Linked DNA regions of Mus musculus: regions 1 and 3 are each linked to region 2. The links are chromatin contacts, called in public promoter capture Hi-C maps. All regions are on one chromosome and are shown on one strand. Each heading gives the region's core, a stretch centred on a gene start, on an enhancer-like site or on the middle of the called end of the contact. The rest is flanking DNA. Distances are from core to core; before and after follow the strand shown.

What was found. Promoter capture Hi-C pulls out the DNA fragments that hold promoters and counts their contacts.
Region 1: a contact with region 2 is called in a promoter capture Hi-C map of liver, with 3 times the contacts expected there. The contact joins the promoter of Dnajc25 here to the promoter of Epb41l4b in region 2. A contact is called at or near these places in 2 of 39 promoter capture datasets (both in liver) and 1 of 115 datasets of contacts at active chromatin or transcription factors (pancreatic cancer cells).
Region 3: a contact with region 2 is called in a promoter capture Hi-C map of liver, with 6 times the contacts expected there. The contact joins the promoter of Ecpas here to the promoter of Epb41l4b in region 2. A contact is called at or near these places in 3 of 39 promoter capture datasets (cranial neural crest and liver).

What each region holds. Positions count from the first base shown.
Region 1 is chr4:59,001,671-59,004,525 of GRCm38.p6, forward strand. Dnajc25 (DnaJ heat shock protein family (Hsp40) member C25) reads left to right here and starts at 1,523. Exons shown (of 4, transcript NM_001033165.3): 1 at 1,523-1,887. The coding sequence starts at 1,561.
Region 2 is chr4:57,141,827-57,144,826 of GRCm38.p6, forward strand. Epb41l4b (erythrocyte membrane protein band 4.1 like 4b) reads right to left here and starts at 1,330. Exons shown (of 25, transcript NM_001355492.1): 1 at 1,022-1,330. The coding sequence starts at 1,327. LOC108168956 reads right to left here and starts at 2,825. Exons shown (of 2, transcript XM_017320489.1): 1 at 2,780-2,825; 2 at 1,432-2,165. The coding sequence starts at 2,825. The coding sequence ends at 1,432.
Region 3 is chr4:58,911,418-58,914,445 of GRCm38.p6, forward strand. Ecpas (Ecm29 proteasome adaptor and scaffold) reads right to left here and starts at 1,332. Exons shown (of 49, transcript NM_172381.3): 1 at 1,059-1,332. The coding sequence starts at 1,080.

The DNA of each region.
Region 1 (2,855 bases), core at 273-2,772, 1.9 Mb after region 2:
GTGTGTGTGTGTGTGTATGAGAGAGAGAGAGTGGGGGTGAGGGGGAGCAGATGTGGGCTTTTGAAAAACTCAAAAGCCTACCTCCAACAAGACCATCTCTCTCAAGTCTTACCAAGAATCCCCTCACTCCCTGGCTACTAAGCATTCAAGTATCGGAGCCTGTGGCAACCATTCTTATTCAAACCACCACAGTGTGAGTACTCGTCAAACCTGCAAATGTGACTATTAATAGAAACTCCCCGTCTTGAAAGAGGTATTGGTATTTTGGCTCACTTTGAATTTATTTGAAATGAAATAATTGAGGTTTATAGAGGCTAAAGTCCATGTTGATACTAGAAAAATTTAATTGTATTCTTCCTGAATATCTAACATTGTCTATCAAATCTTCACTTGGTGTACAGACCAATCCCAATGGATAGATCCCTATCTATTAGTTGTTAGCCAGTTGCCATCATAGACCTGGGAAACTATAAAGTCAGTCATGTGGGATATACTGGTCATTCATTATCAACCCGACTGGATTTAGAATCACCATGGAAACACATCTCTGAGTGTGTGTGAGGCTGTTTTCCAGAAGGGTGTAACTGAGGTAAGAACAACATGGACACATCACCATCATACATAGTGAGGCATTGGATCAAATAAAAAGGAGAAAATAAATTTGGCACCCTTTTCATTCCTTTATTCTAATTTCAGATAATGTGTAACTAGCAACTTTGTTGCCAGGCCTTCTGGACTGTGGGGGCCGTATTCCCTAGAACCCTAAACCCAAATAAATCCTTCATCTTTGATGTTGCTGCTTGCAGGTATTTGGTCACAGCAACAAATAAATTACACATTTAAAAACTGTGGTTTATCTGAAATTTAAACTTAATGGAGCACGTCCTCTCCCCACTCCACCTCCTGATTTCCCTGGAGGCATTTGCAAGATCTTAAGCTGTATTTTGATTGTCACAATTAGGGATAATGGTGTTACAGGCACTTTTGTGGACCGTATGGGGGTACTACTAAACGTTTTACATCCTCCGGGCAAATAATTGTTTGCTCTAAAATATAAATAAGCAGAGAAACAGAGAACAAAAAGGCCACGGTCTTTCAGGGCTCCTGGGAGAGAGACAGTGCAATTGTCTAAGTTCATCTTCAGTTTGGGTTAGAGGGGGGGCAATGTCCAGGCCTGGAGACAGGATGCCAGTGCCCAGAGTTCCTACGGCAGCGGATGAAGTAGCGAGGTCGAGAAGGTGGCGTGTGGCTAGTCCTGCGTGTGGACTGTGCCGCACTAGGCGGCTAGGAGCGCTTCAGACAGACAGACACCTACCCCTGCCTCAGAAAAGACCGCTGAGCTACTAAGACTACCAGGCTCCACAACACACAGAAGCCGCCCGAGGCTAAGGCGTCCTTCTCTCCTAGCAACGCGCGGGGACGGAAGTGGCTGCGGCGCCACGCCCCCTGCGCCTGCGCACAGGCGCGGCCTGCTGACGTGGACCGGGCTGCGGGGCCGAGCCCGGCGCCGAGGAGAGCAGCCGCGGCCGCTGTGCTGGCAGAGCGGCGAGCGAGGCGGGGATGGCGGCGCGGCTCGCTTTGCGCGGGGGACCCGGGGCTGCCGGCCAGCGCCCATGGCTGCTGCTGGCGCCGCTGCTGCTGGTCCCGCTGCTGGCGCGGCCCGCCGAGGCCCTGGTGGAAGGGCTGTACTGCGGCACGCGCGACTGCTACGAGGTGCTGGGCGTGAGCCGCTCGGCCAGCAAGGCGGAGATCGCGCGGGCCTACCGTCAGCTGGCCCGGCGCTACCACCCAGATCGCTACCGGCCCGAGCCCGGGGACGGCCCCGGGGGCGCGCCGCCGAGCGCCGAGGCTTTCCTGCTAGTGGCGACCGCCTACGAGACGCTCAAGGTGAGGCTCGCGGGCGCTGATGGGTGGCTGGGGATTTGGGTCTCCTAGCCGGGTGATCAGGTCCTCTACGACCCCAGCACACTGCTGCCGCCTGGACTTTTAGGAGGTCCACGTTTCCCACGTGGCCGTGGAATGAGCCACCTTGGCCCGCTAGCCAGCATGGCCACCTCCTCGAGGACAGTTTTGGAGGACAGCCAGTTCTGTTTTTGGACAGTTGTTATGCAAAGCTTTGCACTTATTTTATTTTTGGTGTAAAAAGCATTCTGGTTACTTGAGGTGCATGCTCGGAAAGCAGGGTGATTGTCAGTGCTAGGATCTGAGATAGGACATAGAACAGAAAAGTCTGAAATACTGAGTATTAACAACTGATCATGCCAATTTGATAGGACAGAAGTTTGGCCTCTGGGATAATGTCAATAATGACATTTATCTAGAAGCGCGCGCACACACACACACACACACACACACACAAACAGCGAACTATCAGTCCGAAAACTGGACTGTGACTTTTGGCTCTGACAACTCCTGAGTGACCTTGGATAGTTGTTTCTGACTTGGGGCAGAAGATTGAGAATTCCTAGTAGGAAAATAATTTTTGGACGTGTGTAGTGATCTGACAAAGGCTTTATTGCCTGCTGTGCATGTAGGAGGATTTAGCTTGACCCCCTTTTCTTTGATTACTGCAGTATATGTAAAAAAAAAAATCACCTGTTATGTCATGCTTGAGGGAGGTATTTCTGTTTCAAGAGCCCCATCGGAAGACTGCAGCGTCAGTCATAGCCGTGTTTCCATCATAGCTGTGTCTCTTTCCTAGGTTTTTGTTGTTGTTGTTGTTTTGTTTTCCAGCCTTCTTGTAATGACTACTTTGGATAGCTGTATTACCATTAATGGTGGATTAGTCCTCCAGATTAGCTTTACAGAGTTGGCAATTCGGAGTCAAATTCCCTTTCTTTCAGGCTTAGAGCAGT
Region 2 (3,000 bases), core at 80-2,579:
AGGCCTAAACACTCCGGACAATCTGTAACTCATCTAAAGCTCAATTACTGCGGTGTCTTCAGTCATGCCCAAAGATTCCCGAAGGCACCGTCTGCCGCAGCGCAGTGGGCGCCCGTTAGTGCAGCGTTTGATAGGATCTGACTGGCCCCTTCGGCCAAAAAGGCTCTTTTGGCGGCTGGACTCCCTGTCGGAGACACTGGCGCTGGCCTAGCTTGCCACTGGAACTGGGCCCGGGTGCAACCACCTGTGGGTGTGTGAACCGGACGCAGGCCCTGGTGCTGCCACCCCGGGATGCCCTGAACGAACCACGCAAACTGCCGGGTGTGGGAGAGAGTGGGTAGGCCAGTCCAGAGGGGACCGGGGCCAACTCCCAGCACGCCAAGGCTTATCTCTCCGTTCAAAGCGGACCTGGCCTGAGTTGGCTCCCAAGTCGCTCCACTCCCTGCGAGGTTGTGAGCCAGGGAGCACTTTGGGATAGGCTCCCTATGGGGGCCATCCACGGGGAATCGGGAGAAGGCAGAGCGGCAAAACTGTTCCCTAAGCCTCTTCCCAAACTTGGGGCACCTGCTGAGCAGCAGGCAAGGATTTCTTCTCCACCAAGGCCTGATACCCAAAGCGGGATACCCCGGAACAGCCCTGCGTCGCTTGAAAAATTCTACTCAATCCAGCAGCCGAAGGCCAACATTGGCAGGGAATGCCAGCCACCTGCGCCAAGGGGAGGGGACGTAGGGACGTGTGCATGGGATAGCATGGGGTAGGAGTGAGGCACAAAAATCCTAGGTGGTCGCCAAAGAAGGGCGCCGCAACCCTGCGGTTGCAAGGTGCCAAAGACTGGGCCCCAGAGCATACCCGGGCTGGTGGTCTGGGAGGGTTCATGGCTGGGGAAGATTGGCAGAAGATGGGGGAGGGGTCCCCAAAAAACAGCCCGGGTAGCTTCCCAGAGAGAAAGAAAGACTGGGACAGGGGGTTCTGACCCAAGCAGAGCAGGCTGCTAGTGCCCCGCACGCGCCGCGTCACTCACCGGCAGGTCCACGCTCACTTCGGTTCCGTCGAGCAGGAAGACACGGCAGTAAAGGGTGGCCTTGGCAGCTCCCGAGGCGGAGATGTGCACAGCCGCGCCGCCGGTGAGCAGGGGCCCGCCGCCGGCCGGGAATACGCTGCCCCCGGGCGCGGCGGGCAGCACCGAGGAGCTGGCGGCGGCAGCCGGGCCCCCTCGCGGCCCCCCGTCGCGCTCGTCCCCCAGCCCGGCGGCCCCGCGCCCCGCCGCGCCCCGCGCGTAGCGCTGCATGGAGCGGCGGCCAAAGGTCCGGCGCAGGAACCGCAGCATCCTGGCCGGGGGCGCCCCCTGCCTCCGCCCCCTGCGCTGCCGCCGCGCCGCCGCCCGGGAGCGCCCGGCGCCGCCGTCAGTGCCCGCCGCGCCGCGCCGCCTCCCGCGGGCTGCGGCCCGGGGCTCGCTCCCGCCCCAGCCGAGGCCGCCGCCGCGCTCCGGCCGCCCGCGGGACGCGTCGGCCGGGCCAGCGCCCGCCGAGAGTAGCCGCGCGGGAGAGAACGCGCACAGGCGGCCCGGGGGACCGTCCCGCTGCTGTCGCCGCTGTCGCTGCCGCGCGCTTGGGGCGGTCGGTCGGTGCCGGCTGCTGCGTGGCCGCTGCCCCGCGAAGAGCGCCGCGGGGGGACCCGGCTGCGGGCTGCTCCCGCGCCGCGCGCCGGCCGAGGGCCAGCCGGAGCAAAGCGCCTGCGTGCTCCCGGCGCGCTCGCTCCCACTCGCGCCGCGCCCGGCCCGAGGAGGCCCCCGCCGAGCGCCCGCTCCCGGGGCGCCTTTTCCTGCGCCCGCAGCCCCCGCCTCCCACCTGGGAGGGCTGCACCTCCAGCCGCCGCCGCCGGCACTGCAGCACGCCCTCCTCCCCCGGGGCTGCGCCGGGCTTGTGCTGCCCCCTGCCGGCCCGAGCGCCCCCTGCTGCTGTAGGTGCGCTCACGTGCGTACACGTAGGTGAGCACACACGTGTTTCCGGGCGCGCAGGACCCCCTAGAAGTCCAAGAGTTCCTCCTGCTTGACCAGATGAAGAAAATAAGACTGTCTCCTTCCAGGGAAGTCTTACCCCTAGGGCAAAGAAAAACACGGCTCTTTCTGGAAGAAAAACAAAAACAAAAACAAAACACCAACCGTACTCAGTTTCTCCTTCTGCAGAAGTGGAGTAGGCGACCTAGAAGGTCCCTGCCACTTAATGAAATTCTATCTGCTTAAAATCTCAACCCTGGCTGGAGCTTTAACCTGCCAGTCCAACGGACCCGTTCCAAACAAGAAAATTGAGGCCTGCGAGGAGGGGAAGTACTTTTCCATACTCCTTTGGAGACACCCTGCTTCAAGGACCTCGCCCATGCCCAGAATTAAGGAAAGGTCCTGCATAAGCTATTGCTACTGAGAAGGTTGGTCAAGGTTGGACAGACTCCTGGGAAGCGAAGCAGAACATAAGAATGAATTGCATAGGGCACATGGAGCAAACTGGAGACAGCGAATTGCTAACAATCAATGCCCACAGGTTCAGGGTTTGCCCACAGACAAGTGAGTTGTCCTGTGTTGCAGAAAGGAATGTGGGAAATGAAGCTGAAAGGAGGCCAGGCCTTTGGGGAGAATAACACTACTGTTTATCAGGCCCTAATTTTGTGCCAGACATTACGGTAAGCCCTTTCCATATGTCTTAATTTAGCCTGTTAGCGTACAGGTTATTACCTGGATCATACAAAGGAGGAAACTGAGCTTTGGAGAGCTTAAGAGACTGACATACAGACTCATTGGGCTCCAGAGCTACTGGTGGAGCTTGTAACATGGTTGGCAAGCAAATGACAGTTTAAGAAAGAGTTGGGGAAGCAGTGACCTCAGCAAAGCACACAGAGAAGACAGGGGGTGAATGTAGGACTCATTCCAAAAGAGACATTTATTGAAAGCCAGGCATTGTCTTAGATTTCACCGTTTGCATCTTCATTACTCCTCATTCCAACTCT
Region 3 (3,028 bases), core at 82-2,581, 1.8 Mb after region 2:
CTCCCCTTCCCCAAAGCTCCACGTCCAGAATTCGCCCGTCAGTCAGAATCAAGGGACATGCGGGGGGTCTGACGGAACGGACGGGTGGACACAGTCCGACCTGGGGGCGACAGGCCGCGCGCCAGCTCCGGTAGCAAGCCAGGGGCCCGGGATCCCCCCAAAGCCCGGGCCGAAGCAGATTTCGAGCAGGGGTAGCTAAGCCCGGGGCTCTGGTTTCAATTTCACGACGTGACATTGCAAACCTGCGGCCTACGAGCGCCCGCGGCGGCGGCCCGCGCCTGTTCGCCCGCCCTCCCGCCAGGCCTGAGCCCCGGAGCCCCGTGCCGAGACCACCGCACACCCACTTGCCCGGCCCCGCGCCCCCCCAGCCTCCCGTGTCTGGCCGGGCCCAGCCCCGGTCCTGCGTGGAGTTAAATCCCGCTCCCAGCTGCAGGCTCCGCGCCGCACTTACTCAGCTCGTCCTGGGAGGCGGAGGCGGCGGCCGCAGCCATGTTGCGCCCGGGAGCGAGCGAGGGAGGGGCGGGCGGGCGGCCGGCGAGGGGGGCTCGCGGCCGTCGCCGTGCCGTGCCGTGCGGTGCCGCGCCGCGCCGCGCCGTGCCGCAGGGGCCCGGAGCCGCCTCGGGTCTCTCACGCGGGCCGCGCTGCGCCCTCGAGGCCCGCCCGCTGCCTGCGTCCTCTGCGCTGCGAGCGTCGCTCTCGCCGCGCCTCGCGAGCTCGCGACTCGGGAGCTCCCTCTCAGCCTCGCGCCTCGGAGGAGCCGCTGCCGCCCGTGCGGCCGAGTGACCGCGCGGCGGCTCTTCGGCTCGGCGCCCGGCTTGCTAGCCTCACGCCGGCTCTTATATTTAGAAAGAGCTGAGCCATCCTCCCCCCTCCCCCTCCGCCTCCGCCGGCCCCTCGCGCGCCCGCTCGCCCGCCCTCGCTGCCTCGCTCGCGCCGCGTCCTGCCCACCTGCCGCCGCCAAGCTTCCCCGGCGCGGAGCGGGAGACGCAGACGCGGCGGGCCAACCCCTGGACCTGAGCCTCATTCCCTCAGCCGCACGCAAGCACGCGGCCTCTGACCTGAGTCGGAGCCGGTCTCCATAGCCCGGGATGCTGCGGCGACCCAGCGAGGTGGAGGACGGGCCGGGCCCGAGGAGACGCGCGGCCGCTCCGGAGGAGCCTGCGTGCGGCCGAGCGGAGCCGGGCTGTCCTGGCTGCCGCGGAGAGCTTCCCCGCCCCGGGCTGTGGCGTTAAAGGTCTGCGGCTGTCACGTCCGCCTGGTCGGAGCTGGAGGAACACGCGCCCGGACGGAGGAAGAGACGCGGACTCGGAAAAGTAGAGCGGGGCTCGAATCGGAGGAGGAGGAGGAGGAAGAGGAGGAAGCCCCGCCCTGCGCCTCGCGCCCAACTTCTCGGCCGCCGCGCTGACTCAGGCCGGGCCTCCGAGCAGCCCCGAAGTTAAAGCCCAGAGGGACCTGCACCGAGGGCTCACCCTGGGGGATGCTCCCCTAACGTTAGCCTCCCGAGCGAGCTGCGAGCCAGGGAAGGGCCGGAAACCACGATATTTGAGCTACCAAGACGTGCTTTAGAGTCCTTCTTCTTAACCCGAGTTTAGTGGCAATCCCAACTTTTAACTTTAAGCCTCTCGTTGGTCCATGAGGTCGTGTACAGCTGCAAAATGGAATTCAAATCAAGGGCTTATATGGTTACTATAAGAACAACCAAAAAAAAAAAAAAAAGAAAGAAATTAGGTGCCAGATCAAAGACATTTTTAGAGGAAAAGAAAATAATCGAGACCCTAAATGAACTGAAGTTGCATATATTCCCGCAAAATGGAATCCCTAGGGCCCTAGATAATGCCTTGAAATTTGAATACATGCGGCTCCCAATGTAACTTAGGCAAGTACGAGATAGCAACAAACACTGACCATGTTACTTCCTGTATTAATTTTACATTTACAAAGAAAGTTACATTATCTTTGTCATTATCATAAAAATAAGAGTCCTTCCTCCTAGTTCAGCTACCTCACCCATCTCACACCCAAGAGAAAAATTATTAAATGTAGAATTTGTTGATGCTTCAAGACCTAGTTCTGCACACATGTATAGCCCCAGGTTCAGTTTGGTTCATAGTGATAAAACTTGGATATGGTCTCTCTCTCTCTTTCTCTCTTTCTCTCTCTCTCTCTCTCTCTCTCTCTCACACACACACACACACACACACACACACACTCCTTCCCTGCTGCTTGTTTTGCCTAATGCTGGACTTTGGGACAATAATTAGATCCTGAGAGTCTGGCCTAATCAGAGGTTAATACTGATTGCACAGCTCCATTGCCCATGGAAAAGCAGGAGGTGGGGCTAACTGAAGGAAGTATATCACTGGAGGTGTGTTCTTAGGGACTGTGTTGCAATGGCCTCTTCCTGTCATTGCTGTCTGCTTCGTGTTTGCCGTGAGAGGGGCTGCTTTATTTCATCACACACACCCTGCCACGTGTCCAGCCCCACCTCAAGTCCACAGCAATGGAACCAAGTGACCATGTACCACACCTCTGAAACTGTGAGCCAAATACAGTTTTGTTTTTTTACTCATTTTAAATGGTCATAAACTTGTCACAGTGACAGAAAAGCAAACACAGGTGGAGTCCAGGTTCTGGGTAAATGTTTTCAACCCCCACAAACACTTTCACTATTAATTGGAAGAACTACATTACCATTTGTTAATGACTTAATAGTATATGTACCTTCTCCCCAGCCCCATTCCCATATCCCCAATCTCACCCTACTCTCCAGATTGACTAACTCCAGACTAACTCCACCCTCTCCCTCCTGGGGACTTGAAACTGACTAGATTTGTATAGTGCTCTGAGCCTCAGTGCTTTTTTAGTGGACATTCTTGCTCTTTGGTTTGGCATTTCTTCCAAAATAAATGCAATGACCATTTATAAACAATACTAAAGTACAGAAATGTCTCTCCACCCCTCCCAGTACCATTGTCCACTACTCCTCAGAAAGGATTCAAAACTTGTCAGCCGTTTGATGCATACGAAC